Linked DNA regions of Sus scrofa: region 2 is linked to region 1. A link is a contact called in public promoter capture Hi-C data. All regions are on one chromosome and are shown on one strand. The core of a region is the stretch at or near the end of the contact, and the rest is flanking DNA. Distances in the headings are between cores, read along the strand shown. Region 1 holds the start of CTSB (cathepsin B). Region 2 holds the start of HMGB2 (high mobility group box 2).

The links. Promoter capture Hi-C pulls out the DNA fragments that hold promoters and counts their contacts.
Region 2: a contact with region 1 is called in a promoter capture Hi-C map of fetal liver, with 5 times the contacts expected there. The contact joins the promoter of HMGB2 here to the promoter of CTSB in region 1. A contact is called at or near these places in 1 of 5 promoter capture datasets (fetal liver) and 1 of 2 datasets of contacts at active chromatin or transcription factors (alveolar macrophages).

Annotation. Positions count from the first base shown.
Region 1 is chr14:15,031,832-15,036,171 of Sscrofa11.1, reverse strand. CTSB (cathepsin B) reads left to right here and starts at 1,421. Exons shown (of 10, transcript NM_001097458.1): 1 at 1,421-1,495.
Region 2 is chr14:16,708,188-16,712,853 of Sscrofa11.1, reverse strand. It overlaps HMGB2 (high mobility group box 2), which reads right to left and starts at 2,803. Exons shown (of 5, transcript NM_214063.1): 1 at 2,692-2,803; 2 at 2,187-2,367; 3 at 1,932-2,077; 4 at 1,678-1,852; 5 at 571-1,110. The coding sequence starts at 2,336. The coding sequence ends at 949. LOC106507243 (a long non-coding RNA gene) reads left to right here and starts at 3,425. Exons shown (of 4, transcript XR_001303102.2): 1 at 3,425-3,991.

The DNA.
Region 1 (4,340 bases), core at 172-2,671:
TGGTACGGAACCTGACCAGTATCCTTGACGATGCGAGTCCAAGCCCTGGCCCCACTCAATGGGTTAAGGATCCGGCCTCTGCCTTGAGCTGTGGCATGGATCAGGGACACAGCTTGAACCTGTGGCATAGGTGGGCAGGGCAGCTGCGGCTCCCATTAGACCGCTAGCCTGGGAATGTCCATATGCTGCAAGGGCAGCCCTAAAAAGAAAAAATTCACAGATTCTTTTCCCATATATCTCTATACAGTATTGTGTAGATATCCCTCTGCTATAAAGTATGTCCTTGTCACCTTTCTATTTTATACACAGTAATGCATATATGTCAATCCCAATTTCCTATTTTATCCCCCCCCACCTCTCCTTTGGTAATCAGAGACTCAAGATTTTCAAAGCAAATTGTTTTGTAAGTTCTTTTGTATCATTTTTTATTAGATTCCACATATTAGTGATCTCATATATTTCTTTCTCTGACTTCACTTAGTATGGTCATTTCTAGGCCCATCCATGTTGCTGCAAATGGCATTTTTCATTCTTTTTTTTTTTTAATGGCTGAGTAATAGTCCATTGCATATATGTATCACATCTTTTTTTCGCCCACAGCTGCATCTGCGGTATATGTAAGTTCCAGGCCAGGGACTGAATCCGAGCTGCAGCTGCATCAGCCCTGGATCCTTTACCCACTGTGCTGGGCTGGGATCAAAGCCGTACCTCCAGAAGGACCCAAGCTACTGCAGTCAGATTCTTAACCCACTGCACCACAGCGGGAACTCCCACACTATGTCTTCTTTAGCCAATCCTCTATTCATAGACATTCAGGTTACTTCCATGTCTTGGCTATTGTAAATAGTGCTCCAGTGAACACTGGGGTGCATGGTATCTTTAGGATGGTTTTCTGGATACAGGCCCAGGAGTGGGATTGCTGGATATGGTAGTTCTATATTTAGTTTTAGCTACCGCTTAAAAATTCTTACATATCTAGAACATCTGATAGGCACATTCAAGCTAACAGCCTTTTAAGGCTCTTCTGGGAGGCCTGCTGTCATGACACCCCCATCTGTGGCAGTGGTTTCTGAATGAATGAAATAAGGAACAGCTGTCCCAAGCAGGGATCCGTGTCCTCTGCTGCGCTGGGCCCAGACCCCCTCGGCCCCAGGGAATTTCTCCAGGAGGGGTGACCCTCTCCCTCTCAGGCCCACCTCGCGTGCCCTTCCGCTCGCAGAACGCAGAACTTGGGGCACTGAGGGGTACAGGCGGATGAGGAAGGTTCTGAGCCCTTCCCAGGCTGCTGGGGACCCGGTGGGGGCGGGGCGCGGCGCCAGCTGCCCTGGTCACGTGGCGAGTCAGGCGGAGGAGGGCGCGGGCGGGGCCTGGTGCGGTACTTAGCGCGGGGGCGGCTCTGGGAAGCTAAGGCGGCTGGCTGTTCGGGCGTCAGAACCTGCCCGAGCGCTCGGAGGCTGCAGACCTAGGCCCTCGGCGGCGGCGGCGGCGGAGCGCGGTGAGTGCGTACGGATGCGGTGCCCCCCCGGCGGAAGTGACCTGGGGCAGAGGGATGGGGAGACCGGCTGGCTTGTACCTCTGCCGGGCCCCGGCGGTGTCCCAGGGCCGGCGGAAACGGAGAGGCGAGCTGGGCGGCCCCCGCGCACTCCCGGTCGTGGCTCTGGTGAGAAGAGCAAAAACAACCCCCACGCATGCGGCCGGACCCCACCCCAGCTCCGGCTGTGTTCGGACCCCGGGCCGGCCTGACCGCGGTGTCGGGCCGGGGTGAGGGGTGGGGTGGGGCAGTACGGCGGGGCTGGGCAGTTTGCGGGGGAGCCCGAGGGAGGAGCCTGCGAGGAAAAGCTCAGCCCCGACCCACTGACTTTCGGCTGCACCCCGGGAGCCGCTTGTGAGCTGCTGGGCCTCAGTTTCCTCAGCAAATTGCTGAGTGGATATTATTTGCCTGCGTCCGCTTTAGATGTTTTCTTTTTCCAAAAGGGTTTTCCCCGGGCAGCTTGTTTGCACAACTACACACGGTTCCAGGGTCCCCAGAAGACAGAAATTGGGAAGCTGGAACCTGGCCCTGGGTGGGGCAGGGTGGGACCCACCGGAAGAGTTAAATCCTTGGGTGGGAGGAGAAACTGGGGCGGGGGGGGGGGACAGGAGACTGTAGGGCCCGGGACCCTGGGGGAGTGGAGGGGAGAGGGGTGCAGACTCTGTTCCTGGACTGCTAGGGAAGGGAAATCCGCTTGGGCCCATGGTGCTGTGGGGGAGGGGAAGGCAGGGCAGAGTCCTTGGGCATCGCCTCCTCCCTCACTTAATGACCCTGGAAGCCTGGGAGAAGGAGCGTCTTAGGGTGGCTGAGTTTGGGGAGTCAGCGGGCTGTCCAGGTAGACGTGAGTTGGATTTGCTTGCGTAATGGGCCCCAATCCCGTCCCCAGGGACTGAGGAGGCCGGTTGGCTGGTGTGGGGAGGACAGTAACTCATACGCGGGGGCGGGGGTGGGGGTGGGGTGTTCAAAGGGAGACCTTTGGAAAGCCTGATCCTCAGCTGTCTCCACTAGAGGGGAATGCAGCTGAAGGGCGTTCACCTCAGTTGAATCTATGGATGCAGAGCCCTAAGAGGAAGAGCCTTAGAAGGATGTCTGGTTCGGTAAAGGCTACTTTCCTTTTCTCCCTGACATCCTTAACTTCATGGAGAATTGTTTCCTGTTGGCGCTGGTGATGGTGACCTAGTGCCTTTAAGCTCTGTAGAGATCAGGGGCTGGGCTGCCTTCACTCTGTGTGACTTTCTCAAAGAGTTGAAGGCATCTGGCGAAAGGATTCGCCCCAACCTATTGGGGGCATTGGTCCCAGAGCTGGGGTGCTGCTGAGTGGAAAGGTGCAGATCCCTTACCTGGGGGCTTCACAGGCCCAGGGGCAGTGCCGGCCAGACATAGCCCTGGCTCCACGTACCTCCCATGATGCTGGGTCAGGACAGCCCTGTTTCTGAACTGGTCAGGTGGTGAGGGTAGAAGCCCTTAGGCTCCAGGAACACCTGCCTCCTGCTGATTCACCAGCTTGAACTGAGGTCCTCCTTGTAGACTGGCCCTTTCCCTGGCTACTAGCCCTGGGAGTTGGAGTAGGAAGTCACACACAGTTTAGGGCTAAGAGAGATCTTGTGTTACCATGGGCATTTGGGTTGAGAAGTGAAAGAAGATCACTTTCAGGTGAATCCTGGAACATCTCTTGGGTGGTTTTCTTAAATGTGGGGATGAGTTGTGGTTGTGTTTAAATATCCCTGTCCTTAGGAGAGAAGGACTCAGTGTCTGCTGCTTGTTTTTGTTTTTTATCTTGACATAAAGTACTGGAAACATGGGAGGTCAAACTATAAAGCAATGGAAATCTTGTAGGTCAAGGAGGATTGTGATTGGACACTTGGATGTCATTTAGCTTCCTGTGTAGAGCTGTCAGGGTTGAAAGTAGTTGATGAATCTAGTTGAGGCACATGCAGGTGGAGGCCACTGGGAAGCAGTCTATGCCTGGTCTCCTGTCCTCCTCTCAGCTCATGCTGCCCAAGCAAGGGAGGGTGGAGAGACTCCTGACTCCTTCCATGGCTGGAATGTTCCCATCCCACCTAGCTTGGGCCGGAGGGGAATCCAGGGATCAATTGTCATTAAATATTTAGACTTAACCAATCCCATATTAAAGCTCAGGCCTCATCCCCATCCCTTTTTCACAGTGCTCAAGGACTGGGGTGGGGAGGAGGGGCTTCCCAGCAGGAGTGCCTTCCCTCCTGGCTACAGCTCTGTTCTGCAGGCAGCAACTTTCAGCTTCTTTGCTCTTCAAGTCTTACTGATGGCTGAAGGACTCCAGTCTGCTCATCTCTTTATAATTTTCCTGCATGGTTGGGGTTGATTTTTTTTTTCCTGTTTTTTTAATACTTTGTATCAGCCCATGAATAATGTGATTAAAATTGACCAACTGTATTCCACGTGTATCCTTTTCACTTGTGTCTGTGAGACTGATTTATGTTGATACTGACAGCTCCAGGTCATTCATCTTAAATGCACCGTGTATTTATCTACTAAGGGACAGTTAAGTGGTTTTTGCTTTTTCACTGTCCTCACCACCACTACGGTAAATATCCTTGTCTCTGCCAGCTTCTTGCAGGTGTTTCTCTAGTGCAGAAGCAGAAGTCCAGGAAGATACTGGGTCATATGATGTGTGCACCTTCCACTTGTCTAGGCCACAGACAGTGCTGTGTCCAATGAGGTTTTACCAATAGGTATTTGCAGTGGCCTCATGGGTTCCTGTTCCCCATATTCATCAACACTAGAAATTACCAGACTTAATTTCTGCCAATCTGATGTGTTTGAAATGGTG
Region 2 (4,666 bases), core at 1,554-4,053, 1.7 Mb before region 1:
TCTAATTAGAAATCCTAATGAAATTTCATCGAACTACAATCATGAAAGATAATAACCATCTCAAAAGCTTTCCTGGGTTGCTTACCAAGAACTCTAGGCTTAATAAGGCCACACTCATTTTTAAGATTTAACTCAAAATTCACTCTAGTATTCCACCAGTTTATCAACAGAAAAGGTAACCCTGTTGCTACTGTTTTTAAAAGTCTGTTTTAGGTATGGATTCACTGTATTAGCTCCTCTACCTGTATTAAAAAGAAAGTTTCTCTAAGATAAAATGTGAGCTAACAACCCCCAAAAGACAAATTAGTTAATAAGTTAACATGTAAACGTCAAGAACAAAACTTACTCATTTTATAAAACTGCATAAATTTTTCAAGTTTTTTAAATTCCAGATCTGATTTTCAAAAAACACTCTGTAAATATGAATAAAATGGGCATGTTTTAACCAAGTATTTTCCTAAGTCAACCATGTCTAAGAACTATTAGGCAGAGTGATTTAAAAAGTTGACATGGTTCCAGACCATCTTCTTAAAATAAAAAGTAAGCATATAAGACAAAGACAATAGAAATAATATACATAATTTTATTACAAAATTTTTTTTAAAAAACAAAATGCAACATTCTAGAAAACCCAAAATTTGCTATTGATACTTATTTCTACGAGTTTGCTGTTACCATACACAAGAAATTAAAGAAACCATTAAATATTTAGAAACATTCAACATCAGAAGCTTTAAAATCTAACTGTATGTAGTAGCCCCTCAAAAAGCTGCAACCTGCACTTTTAAAAAAAGTATTTTCTCTACAAAGAATCTTATTAGCTATACAAAAATCTGTACAGTTTTTATACTGAAGCTAATATTGAGCTGCACTTGAATTCACATTCTTAGCAAAATAATTGCCTGAGCACACACACACACTCCACACACAACATTACAGGATAGCCATTTATTCCTCATCTTCATCTTCTTCCTCCTCGTCTTCATCTTCTTCCTCCTCTTCCTCTTCCTCCTCATCTTCTGGTTCACTCTTCTTCTTAGAGCCTGTTGGCCTGCCAGGGCCCTTCTTTCCTGCTTCACCCTTACCCTTGGCACGGTATGCAGCAATATCCTGAAATATTGTCAAAAAAAAAAAAATGCAATAAAATCAGCATCCGGTATCATTACTCAACCGTGAAAACCACTAAGTTGTAAACAATCTAAGATCATTGACCAATAACCCTGATGACTGTCTAAAATTTGATTTTGAGAGCATTCCCTCTGGGCCTTAGAAAGCTAATGATGTAAAATAATGGGGGTGTATTACACTGATATCAGTACTTTCACTACCCTTACCTGTTTACCTCACACAGCCAGCTCCTTCCCTAACTTCTCTTTTTAGATACATCCACATAAAACAATACTTTTGTTTGGTCCTCCACACTCTTAACTACATACCTATACTACAAGTGGAGTCTTGAATGCAGCAATCTACCAGTGCTACAAACATTGGTTTCAGTCCAAAAAGAAAGGTTTCAGTTAGTTTATGCTGCTTAAGCATACAATTCTCATTAGACCTTTTCAAAACAAAGCTGATAACCAAACTATGTGTGTACAGTTTCTACCTATTTCTATCATACTCATTTAGAAAATACCTACTTTATTTCAAACTTGCCTGGAAAAAATTAAGACAACATACCTTTTCATATTTTTCCTTTAGCTTAGCTGCTTTCTGTTCATACGGTTGTTTATCTTTGGCTGACTGCTCAGACCACATTTCACCCAATTTCTTTGCAGTATCCCCAATGGATAAGCCAGGGTGTTCACTTTTGATCTTTGGGCGATGTTCAGAGCAAAACAGGAAGAAGGCAGATCTAAAAGGAAGGAACAGAGGTTTAATACACTGAATGAAAGAGCAAGGGAGTAATTCTGTCGGTTTTAAAATAAACTCACGGAGGCCTTTTGGGAGCATTGGGATCTTTTTTCTTGCCCTTCTTGTCACCCTTGGGAGGGACGTAATTTTTCATCTCCCGGTCATAGCGAGCTTTGTCACTTTTTGCCATATCTTCAAACTTGGACTTTTCCTTGGCAGACATAGTCTGTGGGCATGAAAAGGGCAGGAAAAACACACGACTATAAACACCGAAGCGAGTCACCGCCACCTGCCCGTGCACGGAGCCCGGGAGCCGGGTGGGGGCCCGCGCCCACCTTCCATCGCTCGGAGCACTTCTTGGAGAACTCGGCGAAGTTGACCGAGGAATCGGGGTGTTTCTTCTTGTGCTCCTCCCGGCAGGTCTGCACGAAGAAGGCGTACGAGGACATCTTGCCCCGCGGCTTGTTGGGGTCGCCCTTCCCCATGGTGCTGCGGCGCCGGCGACGACGCGTCCACCTGGCGGGAGAGCGCGGCCGGGCGCTGGCGGGAGGCCGGGCGGGGCAGCTTCCCGCCCAAAGGCCCCCCGCCCCTCGGCCCGGGCCGCGACGCCCCGCGAGGCCCCTCCGCCCTGACAGGAAAGCTCTGGCTTCCACGCCGCGAGCCCCATTCCCACCTGCCGCCTCGGACCCCGCGTTCAAAACACGCCCGAACGGGCGGCCGGGCTTCCCGCCTCCACAGCGCGGCCCTCCGGACCGCACCCAGATCCCGCCCGCGGGGCCAGCCCCGACAGCTGCGGCGTCCGGGCCGTCCGGGAGGGAAGGGGGACGGCCGGCCACTCACCGGGGCCCGGAGGGGTCTCTTGCCTGGTGGTAGCTTCTCCTCAGGCTCCCGCGCAGCGGCCGGGTCCGACCGCGACGCTGCCTACCTGCGGCTCCGGCGTGAACTGGTTTGTCGCTAACGCAATCCTCCGCCTCTTGTTTTGCAGACTGCTCCGCGCCACGGCAACTTGACGAGCCGGTCCGCAGGCCACGCCCCCGACGCTCCGATTGGCTCTGGGGATTATTCAAACTCCAGGAGGCCCCGCCCCCTAGCCCCGGCGGCCTCCGATTGGTCGACGTGTCGCCAGGCCCGTCCCCACGGCCGCAGCCTAGCAGGTTCGGTGGGTCGCCCGGGTCGTTAACTCCCAGACCCGTTAGAACCGGTCGGGGGAGGAATGTGCTGCCCGATCCTGATTGGCGGCCGGAAAAGGGTTTGAAAAATGGCGGGCCTGGCGCTGACTGGCTGTGGCAGGAGGCGGGGGGCGTGGTTGGCCCGCCGGGGAAGCCCCGCCAGATTTAAAAATACTGAGTCTCAAAGCGCGGGGTCTACTCTACCCAGCCGGCACCGCTCGGTTGGCTGACGCTGAGGTAGCCGGGGAGGTGCGTCCCGTCGGTCCCCCGCCCCAGAGCGGCCGCAGTCCCGGCTCCCGGAGTGGTGGTCCCTGCCCCGTCCAGAGAATAACATGGGGAGGCCGAGGAGCCTGCGCTGCGGCGGACGACCAGCCCCGCCGGCGGTCGCTGAGGCTGGGGTAGGACCGGAGGAAGACAGGTGGCGAGACCCTGGGAGGGGTGGGGGAGCCGTTCCCGCCCCCACGGGGGCCAATCGCCCGTGGAGTCCACACTTGGCCCCTCATTCCCCACTTTGTCTCGGCGTCTAGCCGGGGGTGAGCAGGGCGGGGCCGGGAGGGGTGGGAAGCATCCCCCTGGCTCCACCCCTCCATCCGGGCCGGATCCTGGGCGGTGACCCTCGGGCTGGGCTATCCCTCCCATCCCCACCCGGTTGCTGCCCCGACTCCGATCCCTGCGACATCCTCCATTCCTCGCCGCCTTAGGCCGTTTCGCTGTCCCCGCGATGGTCACTGTTTTGTCTCTGCCACGCGGTCGTTTTTAAAACCTTTTCCGTGTCGGAGATCCCTCGGAGACACCCGGGAAGGCCTTGAAAGCTGCCCGCCCTCTGAAGCATTTACGCGCCAAACTGCGGCCGCGGCGCTTCACAGACTCCTCCCCGCCCAGGTTAAGAACCTTCCTTTCTGCGTCTGGTGAGAGCGCGGCCCAGCGACCTTAACTTTTCGCTTCAAAGCTCACAAGCCGCCTTTCCCGGGGTAGGACCATGGTGACTGACATGCTATCTCTGTGTTGCATTTAGTTTTGAGGGTTATTTTTTCTGTTGGCCCGTTTGTTAAGAAACAGTTGGTTTCAACAGATTTTAAATATTCTCTCTTTCCTCCGTAAATTCACTGGCATTTGTTAAACTGTGTGCTCCTATTTGGTTTGTATACAGTCCTCATGCTCAGCAGAACCTCAGTTCCAGCAGCTGTTTATCTAGATTTACTGATAAAAACTAGGTTTTTGAAAACGGAAATGGATGTTAGTTGCACGACGTGGTGCGTGTACCTAATACCACTGAATTTAAAAGTAAATTGGAAAATAATGCGTTAGTGATCTCTATTGCTATTTGAATAATATGGTATGGTTTATTTTTTCAACTTGGATTTCTCTGTGCTTTTATAGCACAATTGTAACTGATTTTATATGAGAATAGGGTCAATGCACATGTAATTAGATAAGGTGAGATCATACCTGGGTGAGCCCCTAATCCAATATGATTGATTTCCTCGTAAAAACTGTGGGTTTGGCCACAGAGACAGACATGATATGAAAAGACAAGGGGAGAAGATGGCCATCTACCAGCTAGGGAGAAAGGCCTGGAATAGATCCTTCTCTTAACAACCTACAGAAGGAGCCAACCCCTCTGATACCAATTTCCATTCTTTATC